2 separate regions of the Mus musculus genome follow, and region 1 is linked to region 2. Evidence: chromatin contacts called from public Hi-C data. All regions are on one chromosome and are shown on one strand. Each heading gives the region's core, a stretch centred on a gene start, on an enhancer-like site or on the middle of the called end of the contact. The rest is flanking DNA. Distances are from core to core; before and after follow the strand shown.

The links. A called contact is a pair of places that touch in the nucleus more often than the background predicts.
Region 1: a contact with region 2 is called in a Hi-C map of cortical neurons, with 2.0 times the contacts expected there. The contact joins two enhancer-like sites. A contact is called at or near these places in 2 of 484 Hi-C or Micro-C datasets (cerebral cortex and cortical neurons).

What each region holds. Positions count from the first base shown.
Region 1 is chr16:12,922,893-12,927,964 of GRCm38.p6, reverse strand. No RefSeq gene overlaps it. Among named protein-coding and RNA genes, the nearest start is that of 4930414F18Rik, 90 kb to the right of the region's middle. Within about 2 kb of position 1,909, at least 4 of the 459 cell types and tissues checked have an H3K27ac peak or open chromatin away from gene starts, as enhancers often do. A contact at or near this core is called in cortical neurons, where this site is marked.
Region 2 is chr16:12,200,106-12,205,160 of GRCm38.p6, reverse strand. The region is part of intron 2 of Shisa9 (shisa family member 9); the gene reads right to left. Among named protein-coding and RNA genes, the nearest start is that of Shisa9, 220 kb to the right of the region's middle. Within about 2 kb of position 2,855, at least 7 of the 459 cell types and tissues checked have an H3K27ac peak or open chromatin away from gene starts, as enhancers often do. A contact at or near this core is called in cortical neurons, where this site is marked.

The DNA.
Region 1 (5,072 bases), core at 660-3,159, 720 kb before region 2:
TTTCTGGGAATTGAACTCAGGACCTCTGGAAGAGCAGTCAGAACTCTTAAGCACCAAGTCACCCAGAGATGCTAGATTCTTAAAGGCAAGGAAAGGTAACTGATTTGAATAGCCTTGAGAATACAGTCGGAGTCATGGCCCCATTTTATAGTTAAAGCTTTATTGGAATATAGCCATGCTTGGTGCCAGAGCTCTCTGAGTGCCTGACCACATGTGAAGTGCTGGGGGCTGGGGAAAAGGTACCAGCTAGACGTGGGGCTTTACATTCCTTGGAACATCAAGAACCCTATTCTAGGCAGAGAACCAAACCATGAATACAATAAGTGATCTTATATTTCCTACAACTTCGGCAGCACAGTTGTGTTAGAAGTATGGAACCCCAAAGATGCACCCCCTGAGCTATGCACACTATTCTTGTGTTTGCTTATTTCTGTCACTTGATGAGCCTTTCATACAACTCAGGGACCAATGAAAATATCTGGCAAGAGTGTTGTGGGTCACTGTATCTCTGTTGTGATGACATAGTTCTTCTAGTACAGAAATAGCCATCACATAAGCAAACAAGCTGACTGAATCCCAATAAAACTTTATTTGTAAGGTGGTCAGCAGTGCTCACACTATATAGTTGGCCAACACAGATAAAGCTTACAGTGGGTGGTTCATAAATATTTGTTAATAACGTAACTCACATGTAGATAGTTCAAATAACTGGAGTTTAAGATAAAATCAGTCGATAAAGTTATAATAATAAACATCTGCTTATTGTGTAAAGTTTGGGAAAATGTTCTAAAAGATAATATAAAGAGAAAAAGTTAGGGCTGGGGCAATAGTTCAGTCAGTAAAGGGCTTGCTTGATAAGCTTGAAGGTCTGCGTTCATCTCTAGAATCACATAAAACAGAGCCAGGCACAGTTGGTGTGAGCGTGCATTCCCAGTGTAGGATGGTGTGAGCAGGCATTCCCAGTGTAGGATGGTGTGAGCGTGCATTCCCAGTGTAGGATGGTGTGAGCGTACATTACAATGTAGGATGGTGTGAGTGTGCATTCCCAGTGTAGGATGGTGTGAGCGTGCATTCCTAGTGTAGGATGGTGTGAGCGTGCATTCCCAGTGTAGGATGGGAAGGACAGGCATTTCTACTGCTGCTGGTCAGTCAGACTACTGGGAGAGATCTAGGCTGGTGAGAAACCTTAGATCAAGAACTAAAATGACAATCGGGCTTTGTGGCCCATGCCTTTAATCCCGGCTCTTAGGAGGCAGAGGCAGGCAGATCTGTGTGAATTGAGAACAGTCTGGTCCATACAGCAAGTTCTAGGCCAACCAGGGCTACATAGTGAGACCTTGTTTAAAAAAAAAAAAAAAAAAAAAGGAAGCGTGTGCATGATAACATCACCTATGGCTTCCACACACATGCAGACATGTGCATATGTGCCCTACACACACACACACACACACACACACACACACAGAAAGAGAGAGAGAGAGAAAGAGAGAGAGTGTGTGAGAGAGATACTAAGAGGTATCTCAGTTAAAAATTTGTATTTCTATTCTTGTTTAGTCATTTCTTTGTAAGTGCCTTTTGTTTTTAAATCAAGAGAATAAGTAACTGGGATTTAAAATTATTATAATCTGTATTTGTTCTATTTGTGTGGGAGTGGAGATAATTGATGGAGCCCGCTTCTCCTAGGATTCCTGTCACAGAGCTCCTGTCCTCCGAAGTGGATGTTGCTTATGCACAAAGCAAGCTCGGCTGCGTCTGCCTCTTGATTTCCAAAATTAGATTTTTTTTTTGTCCACGATCCAGGTTTTGAAAAATCCTGAAGTGCTTTTGGATTCAAGGGAGGATTTAATTACAAAGCCTGGTAGAATCTCAGTGCTGGGGGCTGTGTTGCTTCTGTGTGGGCAACGCATTTACCCAAAGGAGAGTTCTTTCCTCCTAGCTTGGGGGGCAGGCGGAGTTCCTAGAAGGCTGTTCACAAAGGACGGGGCCTTTTGAGAATGTGCTGCTTGAAAATGATCCAGGAAGGGCTTCGATGAGTACCTGAGCTAGAAAGAATTAATATCTTGCTGTGAGCAGAGTGTGGGGGTCTGGTAATAGAAAGTTTATATCTTCTCAGTTCTATGGTAAGGAGTGGGGAGATGGTATTCTAGCTCCACTCTCCCAATATGCACCCACCAACACACCCTTCCTTCTCCCCTCAATCCCCCTCCTCTTCACTTTTTCCTCTTCTTCCTTTTGCCCTTGTACTGGCTTGTTTTGTGTGTCAACTTGACACAAGCTGGAGTTATCACAGAGAAAGGAGCTTCAGTTGGGAAAATGCCTCCATGAGATCCAACTGTAAGGCATTTTCTCAGTTAGTGATCAAGGGGGAAGATCCCATTGTGGGTGGGACCATCTCTGGGCTGGTAGTCTTGGGTTCTATAAGAGAGCAGGCTGAGCAAGCCAGGGGAAGCAAGCCAGTAAAGAACATCCCTCCATGGCCTCTGCATCAGCTCCTGCTTTCTGACTTGTTTGAGTTCCAGTCTTGACTTTCTTTGGTGATCAGCAGCAATGTGGAAAAATGTAAGCTGAATAAACCCTTTCCTCCCCGACTTGCTTCTTGGTCATGATGTTTGTGCAGGAATAGAAACCCTGACTGAGACGACACTTCATCCTCCTCATTCTCTTCCTCGTGCCAGGCTCTCCATGCAGCATCCTTATCTATTCTAACCTGACATTGTGACCAACAGCCTCTGCTCCCTTATGCTTCTCTTGTGTACCCCCATTTCATCACCCATCTCTAACGGCCTCCCCAGATAAATAGAGGTCTTCTATACAGCAGTTTGTTTTTAAAGGCAGACAACTCATGATATTCCAAGGTCCTTCTAGAAGTATCTCAACATTCAGATGGCCTTCAAGACCCTCTCTCCCCAGCCGGGAGGTGGAAAGCTGTCAGGGGACAATTATATTTGGCAGCTTTTAAAAGATGGATGTTTGGCTGGGTGAGAAGGGAGGTGGCCCAGTCATGTGCTTGAGGCACATTTGATATGCACCCATCTGTGTTCTTGCTATTTTCGAAGATGACTATGTGGCATTTCACCATCTACCCCAAACACCTCCTCTGTTCTCCCCAAAGGCCGAGGGTGGAGATTTATCAGATACACAGTGCTGTATACCCTTTGAGCTGCTGAAGGTTCAGTCTAGAAGCCTGTCTTTCAAAGTAGGAAGAGAAAGAGTACGGAGGAATGTGAGCCTGAATCTCCATCATATACCTGTTGTCGCCCGTTTGTTCTTTGCTTCATTTTGTCCAGAAACACTGTAAGGTAGAGCATTTCCCTAAACTGGGATATCCCCTTTTTGCTGGCAATGAACACTTCCTTTCCTTGTATCTGTTCCCCTTAAAGTGATCGCAACATACTGTGTAGCATAACTGTAAGCCCTGCTGAACTCTCCTCCGTATGCCAGTTTTGATGATCATTGATCAGAGTTGCGTGGTATGTGCTTACCACCGAGGAAGGAGAGATCTCTTGGAAGTTCCCATTACAGAACCCTGGGTTGAAATAGACTGTTTACCACTGAAGGTGTTTGTCAGCTAGCTCTGCCTACTGTGGAAGACATCTGGTCATTCATTCTTCCCATGAATATTTATATAGCTTCAACAGTGTGCCTGCTGGAGGTCTGAGCATGGAGGAAGCATTTGAGAATTTCAACAGTTAGGAGGGCAGGAGCAAAGTACAAACAAGTGATCAATTGAACACACAACTTCAGGCACAGGTGAACATTGCCAGGAAACTAAAACATGGGGCTGGGAGATGCTTGGCAGGTAGGAGCACATATTGTGTAAGCATGAAGATTCGAGTTTGAATTCTCAGTGCCCATGTAAAAAGCTGGCTGTGGCCACAGATAACCCCCAGGACTGTACGGGAGAGTGATGTAGTTAGGAAGAGTTCTGGAGCTCTCGATTCCCTCCTCAGCTCCAGGTTTAGTGAGAGAATAGACAGTGATAGGGCAGGGCACCTAACCTTATCCTCTATCTTCCACATGCATGCACAGTTACATGCACCATGCATACACATGCATGTACATGTGCATAGGTAAGATTCGGGGACTTCTTGCATGAGGACATAATAACAGCGTGACCAGGAAAGACCCCAGGGAAAGGTGACACTGGAGCTGAAGAACGATGAGAGATCTCCAAAGGGAAGGCTTGGCTGAGAACAGACAACATACGGTGCAAATGTGAGATGACATTAAAGGTAATGTCCCATTAACTTCAGACTCCTTTTCTCTCTATGAAATAGCATGCTGCCTATTAATTTAGAGGTGCTGAACAGTTGTTAGCCAAAAGGGCCCCTGAACTTTTATCAGAATTTGGAAATAAATTCAACTTGAGAATAATCAAGAGTGGTGACCTTTGTGACCAGCAAATTCTAATGGGCTGCTCTTGAGTTTGAAGAAAGGACTAAGCCACTGATGGATGGTTTTAGAAACCATTCCATTCTTCTAGAAGCCAACTTAGATCTGTCTGAGTGCTAATGGCACCTGCATCCTATTGGCTTCTACCAAGCAAGGCAAGACATGTAACTTATTTCTGTTGTTACATCCAGAGACTTCGTCTCTGGTGTTGGGTGCCACGGTTATGTTTCTAAAAGCATGGCTGCATTCATTCACTTAGCAGGAATGTGTTATGCACCTCCTATTAGCTGGGTACTCTGGTGGGCAACGGGACCAAAGATGACAGCATGCCTGTTCTCCATGAGCTTTTGACTTCCTGGGCACAGGAACATGGATTTGTAGTTTCTGGTTGTTTAATATGGACCATATTACTTACCTGGGCAAACTGAGAAGTTTCACCTAGGCTAGAGTTCTGCAAGCTTGATGTGGGGAGACAAACTGAGCCACATGCGTGGACCAAGCAAGCTGATACTGGTGGGGACAGGGAAGCATTTCAGAGTGACCATGTTGTTCATGAACTCATCTGCACAGTGAAACAGGTGTGGATTTTTATATTTTTTGTGAGAAAGCCATAGTCAGTGAAATCTCAGATGATGATGATGATGGTGGTGATGGTGATGATTTGGAGACAGGGTTTCTCT
Region 2 (5,055 bases), core at 1,606-4,105:
AAGGAGACCACGTTAGACAAATAATTGCAGAGATGGTCAAGCAGATGACTATCCATGGCAGACAAACAGAGGTGGGGACTGGCAGGATCCCAGTGGCTGTTTCTGAAAGACTCTTCCCAGAGAAAGATTAAAGCTGTCCTCACCACCAGGTCCTGGAAAACTGGGAGAGGAGATGAATGGTCACCACCGAGCATGGGAGGGCCCTCACTAGGAGAAATCTAGAGGACAGTGAGAAGTGGTGACAGTAATCTTTGGGAACCTTTGGGAACCATCAAAAGATGAAACATGAACAATTTTATAAGTGAGCTTCTTATCACAATGATTTCAATGCCCTCAGCTATGTTTCCAATGAAACCTTGCAAATTGTATGTATAAATGCTCAGTTGCAGTTCTCTGCTTTATGTTTTGATGTGTATGCAATTTAGGGTCATGTACCTTGAGTATGCCTGACTCATCTACTTGCAGTGATGGATGTAAATAGACCCCTTGGGTCAACATACACTGATAGGTGTGCCAAGTTCATGGTGTACACAATTGAGTAAGGATTGAGTAAGCACACATTGAGGGCTCCATCAATGTGTGCTTACAGGATGACGAGGACATGTGTGTGTGCACAGAGTCAATAATGAGTTCTTATTTGGAGCTTGCTATGTGGTTGGCCTTATCCAAAACATGGTACACACATCACCCATGTAATCCTTCCAGCAGTTGTGGATACGCCCAATAATGCATTGTGGCTGTGCCTGGATTTCTATGAGGAAACCACAGGCTCAAATTGGCTGTCATTTTCTGCTGCTTAACTCAAGCTTCATGAATAGCACTAGGACTCTCCTGGACCAGAAGCAGTAGCAATGAATTAGAAGATAGATCATAAAGTCCTTTCAGAATACTATCTATGTAAGCAATCGCAGACACACAGCCTGTGTTTCCTGGATGTGTAAACACATTCCCACCACCTCAACTGCTTAAACAAGGCTCACTGTGGTTTGGCATCCCCACAAATACTTTTTTTTTCCTCTTTTTTTTTGTCATTTCTTTTTCAAAAACAAGATTGCTCCCTCGGCAACTGTTTCCAAGCACATTCTCTCATTCTGGGAGAGAGAAAGATGAAGCAGAAGGAGCCTCTTGTTACTATGCAGGGGATACAAAAGAGGTCGGGGAGGAAGAAAGGAGAAAAGTAAAAAAGCTAAAGACCCAGCAAGATGCGCTTTACCAAATGGAACTGACCAAATGGCCCCTTGAACAGCAAAGTTTAGCCTTGTCTTGCTATCTATCCTGACCCCTGCCCTCTCTCTCTTATCTATCATCTATTTATCTATCTATCTATCTATCTATCTATCTATCTATCTATCTATCTATCTATCTATCATTTATCTATCATCTATATATCTATCATCTATCTACCATCTATCATCTATGACCTACCTATTATCTATTTATCATCTAGCTAGCTAGCTAGCTATCATCTGTCACCTATCATCTATCTATCTATCATCTATTTATCTATCATCTATCACCTATCTATCACCTATCTATTTATCTATCTACCCATCGGAAGGGCAGAGGACATCTCTAAGGCAGTCTACCTGAGCTAATGAGGAAATCACAATTACTTCCCTTAGAGTTAAGGCATGTTGTTAGTGTCATGTTTGTCTTGACTTTATTTTGATACTACAGTAGCAAAGCTGGACCCAAGATGAGAGGTGATAAGAGCAACTGCCATTTCCTTTTTCCCTAATCTGTTTCATTCTGATCTATGCCTTTAAAACAATAAATAGGGGTTGGAGAGAAATTTCGGTCAGTGACATGCCTCCTGCTGCATGAGTACCTGATTGTAGTCTCCTGTGCTCACATCAAGCCACCAGGCCTGGTGACCTGACCTGTGTTTGTAGACCTAGTGCTAGGTGGGGGATGGGAGGCAGACAGACATCTGTAGCTCACTGCACAGTCTAGATAACCAGTAGCTCTGACTCTACAAAAGATCCTCTCTTGAAAAGAAAAGGAAAAAGAAAGACAGAGAGAGAGAGAGAGATGCTGATATTGACTTACGGGCTCCATATGTCCATGCCTGTCTACTCACACAGCATGTGCTCTAACCCAACCACAAACAGATACACTACACACACAAATACACATTTAAAAAAAAAGAAACAACAAACAAAAATTCATTCCAAAATTCTATGAGCTGGCCAAAGTAACCTTTAGAGGAAAGCACTAAAAATACCCATAAATTCCCTAACTCTTATTTCTTTTACATATAAGATAGCCATAGCTATCTTATAACATATTTCTCAGGTTTGTCTTAAATAGTAAAATGCGGGCTGGTGAGATGGGTCAGTGGTTATAGGAATTTGCCATAAGCCTGGTGACCTGAGTTTGATCCACAGAACCAATGTAAGAGATGGAAGATAAGAACTGCTTCTACGAAGTTGTCACTTGGCCTACTGCATTTGCATGTGTGTGTGCATGCATACATGTACACAAAAGTAATAGTTTACAAAAATAGTATTAAATAGACCACTATAAAAACAGTTCAATACATTCTAGATACTTAATAAATATTAATTCTCTTCCCCAAGCCTCAGGTTTATGTCCCTGCCAACATCCTTGGAAAAACATCAGAGGTCTGAGCTAGATGGCTGTTATCTGGGAACAGAAAGGCACATTGAGTCACACCCCCACTCCTACCCCACCCTCAGATCTGTTGCCTCTAACTGCAACAGGAGCTTCAGCCACGTGCTCATGAATAATCCATCTGCTTCACAAATGTAATTATATCACAACACTGATTTCTGATGGGCAGAGACCGATACCCAGAGATGCTTCATTCCCAAACATTGCAGAAAAAAAAGTATCACACTCCCCAGAGCAGAAGTGTAGTCACAACGAAGGCTCACCAAGTACAATATTTTTCCATGCTCCAGAGAAGACTGGCAGATGTCCTGGAACATCAGGTTTGGGCCCTTCCAGAAAGCCACATTTCTCTGCTTGCTGTAGCTTCTAATGGGATGAAATTGGCACTTTGAGGCACATTTACCACATCTAAAGAATCTCTGCAAAGCTTGCTCCTGAGATTCCACCCCCTTCTAGATATTCATGCATTGACATGCTGCCTCTAAGTTCTAGAACAAAAGGCATCAGATACCTTAACTTTGCACACTGTAACTGAGACAGCCAAGACCTAAGGAGGCATACGCTGTCCACCAGTCCCTACAGAATCTATTCCAAATTACCATTTGAGGAAATGCTATGGTTTTCCAGCCCTTAATGGATTGCAACCATTAAGGTCCAACAGACAAATGTTTGTTTCTGACATGTGCTGTGTTTCCTTATGAAGATATGCGTTCATTTTCTTTTGATAACAAAATCAACAACCACCAACTTAGTGGCTTCAAATAACACCAATTGATTATTTGACACTTCTGCAGGTCATAAATCCGAATTGGGTCTCACCAGGCTAAAATCAAGGAATAAACAGAAAACTGGGCCTGGTGGTACAGGCTAGCCCTTCAAAGGTTGGGCAGAAAGATGGCATGTTTAAGTACAGCCTGGGCTATAAAGTGAGTTCAAAACCCAGCCTAGGTAACTTAGTGAGAGCCTGTGAAGAAGGCTAAGGCAGTATCTCAGGGGGAGGGAGTTTGCCTAACACATAGAAGTGAAATAATGTAATACAAGAAAATAGAATAAATACGGAGTTGTGTTCCTTTCTAGAGATGAGGGTCAACCTACTTTACCCTTTTCAGCCACTAGAGGCTGCCATATTCCTTGACTCGGGATTCCCTTCCATCTTGACAGTCAACATTTGGATATCCTCCCATCTGTTTCTACAAAGAAAAGATCTTTGTGATTCAATTGGCCTATCGTTATAACCCAGGTTAATCTCCTTATTTAAACTGGGTTAGTCTGCAGTCTTCATTTTCTCTGCAACTTTGATTCTTCCTTGCTGTGTAACACAACCTGCTTGTAGTCCCACAGTAATAGTCAGGACAAAGATGACTTTGAGATTACTGTATCTACCAAGACATGCATTCTTTTTTCTCCTGACGAAATCTTAATTAATCCTTCAAACTGGTTTTCCATCCTCCCAAAGACTTCAGAATAAACATAGTGTTCCATGATAGGGCTGAAATTTTTTCTAGGCCTTTGCACTTTTTTGACTGGAGTAACCCAGTAGTTGAAAATGGTTGACGTCCAATATTTTCAGTGACAAGGTACACTGAAAGTACACTTCTAGTTCTAGCATCTGCTGGCCTCCTGAAATCTGGTACTCTAGCATGTCCTGTCACACAGGGACTAGTATAAATCTGACCCTGTATTGGCTCCATTTATCCACAGGTGGACTCTGCCCTTGGTAGTCCATCGGACCTATTAGTCAGACACAACAGTGAATGGAACAAAAAGCAGAGAAAGCCACCAAGATTAGAGATGTACATGTATGGGCAGGCCCTCTCAGCTCACACAGAGGACAGTAGATTTATTGGCAGGGGACAGAAGGTGAGTCTGGAATAAAAAGCTCAGGCAGAATTTGTTTCCAGTGAGTGGGGTATTTCTTCTGGAAAGCTGTGGGTATTTTCAGGCTTCTATTGTTGAAGCTAGCATGATGATATGCATGAAATCATAGTCCTGTTTTGTTTTCTTCCTAATCTTTCTTCTTTTACTGTTTAGTCTAGGGAGTCACACTGATCCAGAAAACAACATCCACAGAACTGATAACTATTTCTGTGCATTTATTCATTCAAAACCCAATTGAACTCTACTATGTTCCAGAAGCCACCAGGAAACAATGATTTTAAAACAGGTCCTATATGTTTATTTGCTAAAGAAGATTGTCATGTGGAGACCTACTAAGTGCCAGCTTAGTCACACCCTTCTCTTGTCATATCGGATGGGCTTCAAGTGGTATGTGCTGGTATGCAGGATCTGTTTTTCTGAATGAGAGAAATGCTTCTGGTGAGTTTATAAGCATCTAAAATGCATTTGGTTCAACTGTTTGTAAAGGTTTAATTATGCAGCCATGTAAATTTGGAGATGTGCTTTATATAAAAACAGTAGCAA